Linked DNA regions of Xenopus laevis: region 2 is linked to region 1. Evidence: chromatin contacts called from public Hi-C data. All regions are on one chromosome and are shown on one strand. Each heading gives the region's core, a stretch centred on a gene start, on an enhancer-like site or on the middle of the called end of the contact. The rest is flanking DNA. Distances are from core to core; before and after follow the strand shown.

Evidence for each region. Hi-C and Micro-C count contacts between places; a contact is called where the count stands out from the background.
Region 2: a Hi-C map of animal cap shows a contact between it and region 1, with 4 times the contacts expected there. The contact joins the promoter of LOC108698616 here to the enhancer-like site in region 1. A contact is called at or near these places in 3 of 4 Hi-C or Micro-C datasets (the XL177 cell line, the XTC cell line and animal cap).

The regions. Positions count from the first base shown.
Region 1 is chr8L:69,769,442-69,771,991 of Xenopus_laevis_v10.1, reverse strand. No RefSeq gene overlaps it. Among protein-coding and RNA genes, the nearest start is that of sertad3.L, 10 kb to the left of the region's middle. Within about 2 kb of position 1,286, at least 2 of the 7 cell types and tissues checked have an H3K27ac peak or open chromatin away from gene starts, as enhancers often do. A contact at or near this core is called in animal cap, where this site is marked.
Region 2 is chr8L:69,826,223-69,828,772 of Xenopus_laevis_v10.1, reverse strand. LOC108698616 reads left to right here and starts at 1,279. Exons shown (of 7, transcript XM_018230234.2): 1 at 1,279-1,380.

The DNA.
Region 1 (2,550 bases), core at 37-2,536:
TAGAGGGGACCTGTCACCCTAGGAAATAATTCCAAATTATTTTTTATAATCTTAGTTGAGCAAAATAAAACTTTCTTACACTACATTTATTATTTAAATTTTGTTTCCTTCAGTCTTGGATTTACACAATCACAGCACACAGGCAAGAGCCATTTTGTGGACACTATTATTAAGACAAGTTGTGTATCGCCCAAAAATCTTGTGTATGCACCAGAATGGGGGAACCTGATGCCCATACACATTGCCCAACACAATTATAGAGTGTGAGGAGGGAAGGGGGAATGTGGGGAGGGCAGTGACATCTAGGAAGTGCTGAATGGAAAGTGAAAGTAATTTACTGCCCCACCTTTATGACTCAGGCATAGAGGCGGGGCAGGTAATATTTGATTGACAGGTCGCATATTTAAACTCCTTTATAACAGGTATGGATGCTTTAATGAAAAACACATTATGGGTTCCATGTCTAATTTGCAAACAACTTTTGTTATACAGTTTTTTATGTGTAGGTGACAACTGAAAAAACTGTTGGAAGGTGAAAAATCCCTTGTAGACTGTTGTTATCAGCAAGGTTGCTCAGTAGTAGATTACTCAACACTTTTTAATGTCCCAGACAGAAATGGTAATATACATACAGCATGATGTGGAATTCTCTTCCTGAATCCGTCGTACTGGCAAATACATTATATAGTTGTAAGAAGGCGTTGGATGTATTTTAGCAAGTGAGGGAATACAGAGTTATCTTTCATAACTCTGTATTCCCTCACTTGCTAAAATAGTACAAGTTGATCCAGGGACTTGTCGATTTCCATCTTGGAGTCAGGAAGGAACTTTTCCCCCTCTGAGGCAAATTGGAGAGGCTTCAAATGGGGGGTTTTGCCTTCCTCCGGGTCAACTAGCAGTTAGGCAGGTTATATACAGACTTAAAGTTTGAACTTGATGGACTTATGTCTTGTTTCAACCTAACTTACTATGTTACCTCTTGTATTGGTTATCTGTTGTTTTTTGTATACTCGTTATTGTACAGCACTACAGAAATTGTTGGTACATTATAAATATCAATAGTGACACCTGTTTAAGTCTCTGGCTACAAATAATTGCTTCTAGAGGTGAATGTCTTTTGAAACATCTTCTTGTACAGTGATCCAGTGGAGGAGAATTGTGTGTAATCTGATATTTTGCTCTAGAAACTGCCACAGGGTTAACTAAACACCTTGCATACCCTAAGCAGCCTAACAATAAAAACTGGAAAATCCAGTTCTACCTCTTCAGCCTCCTAATACGACTGGTATCCCAAACCTTCTGTTCCAAGACCTCTTGCTAATTAAGCATGACACAAGCAGATAGGTTGTGTGTGTGTGTGTGTGTGTGGGGGGGTGCTTATACATTATGTGCGGCCATCTTTAATGTATATCTTCAAGGATAAAGCTGGCCACAGATGCAAAGATCCGATCGTACGAATCAATGTACGATTGGACTTTCCTACTAACCATTCAGATCAAAGTCTTACCATTCCGACCAAATAAAGTAGTTAAAGAACAGATCAGCCGATGTTCTGCCCCTGACAGCAATCGTACGATAGACAAAGCAAGTGACAGTCTCCCACTGAAAACGTGCAATCGGCAATACACACAGAGATTTTACCCGCAACCGTTTATAAGGATATAATTTACAGGATATTCATGGCATTTATGTATTATAAGGATATAATTTACAAGATATTCATGGCTTTTGTGTATTATAATGTATTTATTGCACATATACTGTAATATACCTCTCATATTAACATATTTAACATATTTAATCTCCTTGAAGGGGGATGGCTTTATGTCACACGCAGTGGCGAAAACCCCCAAAATGCTTAATTCCGTCAATGCATTCGGCCAGGAAGTTGAGTAACATCCGGCTGTTCCTGTGCATATGGGTCAGATTTTGGTCAGAAAACAATCTAGTGTGACGTTAGTCTAAATGTCTGTACTTCTTTAAGTAATATAGGCACATGGCACAATTCTGAAAATTTTGGTAACAGGGATTGCTCCTCATTACTTTCAATAGCACCTGAATGGACCCCTTGGTGCACTTGCAGGTCTAGAGATCAAAAACCGGGGCCCATTTCTGATCACAATTGACAAAAAGTCAGGAAACACAGCTTGTAAAATTACTCTAAGAAAGGCTGACTGGAATGCTAAAATAATTGTTTTTAATAATGTCAGGAGCCATGCCACTTCACTTAAAGAAGAACTAAAGCTCAAAGCTCTTCTTTTCTGCTGATTTACTGCACATGATCTGTGCTGCTGTCACTTACTGAGCTTAGAGACTGACACACAAATATATATATATAAATTCCATTTTAGCTAATAGAGCAATTGGTGCCAAACTAATTGCCAACCCCCTAGTCAATTTGGGTTTCATCGTCTTTTTAGGTGGCAGAAGATATATATCTCCCAATTCAAATCAAACTTTCCCCATATATTCTTGGGGTTTCATTAAATAAACTGTGAAATAGGTGTTTCTCATGGTCATATGGCCTTAAATACCAAAAACCCTCACTGA
Region 2 (2,550 bases), core at 30-2,529, 57 kb before region 1:
CCTTGGATTCATTGTAGATAATAAGGACTTCACTAGGCAAATCCATAATGGAAAATGACCTTGGAGTCCTTGTAGAAAATAAACATGGCTGTAGCAAGCAATGCCAGTCAGCAGCTGCAAGGGCAAAGAAGGTCTTGAGCTGTATTAAAAGGGGGATGAAGTCACAGGAGGAGGTGGTTTTTCTTCCACTGTACAGAGAGCTGGTAAGGACCCAACTAGAATCCAGTGCTCAAACAGGACATTATTGAATTAGAGAGGGTGCAGAAAAGGGCAACTAAGCTTTGTAAAAGGTATGGAAAATCTTAGCTATGAGAAAAGACTGGCCAAGTTGGTGTTGTTCACACTGGAGAAGAGGCACTTAAGGGGATATGATAACCATGTATAAATATATAAGGGGATCATACAATAATCTCTCTAATGCTTTATTTACCATTATGTCTTTGCAGCTGACATAAGGTCACCCATTGCTATTAGAAGAAAGGAGATTCTGTCGAAATTTTCAGAAGGGATTTTTTTTACAGTGAGAGCTGTGAAGATGTAGCATTCCCTCCCTGAGTCGGTTGTGCTGGCTGTTACATTAGGTAGCTTTAAGAAGGGGTTGGATGGCTTTTTAGCAAGTTAGGGAATACAGGGTTATGAAAGATAGCTTATAGTACAAGTTGATCAAGGAACTAGTCCAATTGACAGTTATGAAGTCCTTTTACAGCATTGTTCATTATTCAATCCGTGCATTAGTGAAGCTTACAATCTAAGTTTCCCTTACATATTCATACAGACTAGAGTTAATTTAATCAAAAGTCAGTTAAGCTATGTTTTTGAAGTGTGAGAAGGGACCAGAGAAGCCAGAGGAACACCTTTTTTGCAGACTACTGTGCACTACTTGTAAGAGTGAAAAAAGGGTTAAAATGTTGCTGTGCTGTAATGTACAATGTTCACCAGGAGATGGTAGTAGAAATTAAAACTAAAAGGTGTGATTACTGGTAGTGGCCATTAGATGGAACACACAAGCAGGAAAATCACCATAGAAAGTTCTGGCATAGGAAGGGGTTCCTGTAAGAAGTAAGCAAAGAGCTGGCAAGACACCTCAGAGGAAGCAAGGAAGGAGCCTCACGTATCACATTCAGAACAGACAGAACTCAGACCAGAACATACATTTTTGTTATAGCAGCAAGAAACAATTACATTAATGAGCATGGGAAGCTGAGAGGGGATAGTAAGAAAAGTGCAGCACCAGTTAAAACATTAGAGTCAGTAGTACAGGGAAGAAAATGGACCATAATGGTCTTAAAGCAAGAAGCCTAACTGAGGAGAATGCTCCAGTTCCCACAGAAGTAGTACCTGACAAAGAAATGTACCTGAGGGGTCTGCCCTGGATAGCGGGTATGTATGAGGGTCCTCCTGTGAGAAGGTATTGGAGGCTAAAAATTTCGTTTTATCCCTAGACCCTTCAGATGACCCTTCAGATGGGGTCTGCTGCCTCAGAGTCAAATTTTCTGATGTAGAACATGCAGTTGCTTATGTGCTACAGCTCTGCATATGCATACACAGGCACAACTCTTGCTCACTGCTCTAGTACCATGGATACTGAGCACAACTACAAATGATTAAATGAGTCTGTGTGTGGTTACTGAGTGGTCTCACACGACATTCTTGTTCCATTGCCAGATGTAACAACTCAAATCAGGGGTGCCCAAAAGGTAGAGCGGGATCTACAAGTAGACCTTTTGCTGATGATGATTAGATCTCAAGACACTGTCAACAAACAGCTTGTCTATATCACACTCCTGTTTCATGCTTTTCATTCAGATACTGTATTTACTATGTTAAGGTTACAAAGGAAAAAGGTGTTTGTTAAATATAGCAATAAACATTTTCCCATAAATCACTATTTAAGTAATATTTTCCATTGAACAGAATGCTAACAATGCTTTTATGGATGTAGATCATAATGGAACAACATCACTAATAGTAGATCTCACATTAGTAAAGTATGGGCACTTCTGCCTCAAATGATTGCTCCAGGGCCATCCCAATGAACGACTGACTTCTTTGAATGACATCATCATATTCATATAGTGTAGCCAATAGAAGCGCACTACCCTTATAACTTAGCCAGTAGTGTTTACAAGGAAAATATATTTTGCATTACAGTAATGCAGATATTCTAGAGAGGACATTAACGTGTAAGCTGAAACCATTGAGAAGTGATATATGCAGCAATACACTGATCATAAAAGTTCAATTGTTATCAAATGGATGAAGCATAGATATTGTCATGTGGATAGGCCAAGACTTAATAAGTGATGGGCTAATTTCATAAATTTCCCGCAAAATTCGTGAAACTGCCGAAAAATTTGCAAAATGGTGATTTTGACGCCTGCGTCAATTCACCGTCTTCAAAATCCGTGCCATCGCCGGAACCTTTGCTGGCATCGGAAAAACTTGGACGATGGCGGCAAAAATCTTTCATCGCTGGCGAATTTTTGCGGCAAATTCAAGATTTTATTAGATGGCGGCGAAACGGGCTGATTTGCCACGAATTTCGCGCCT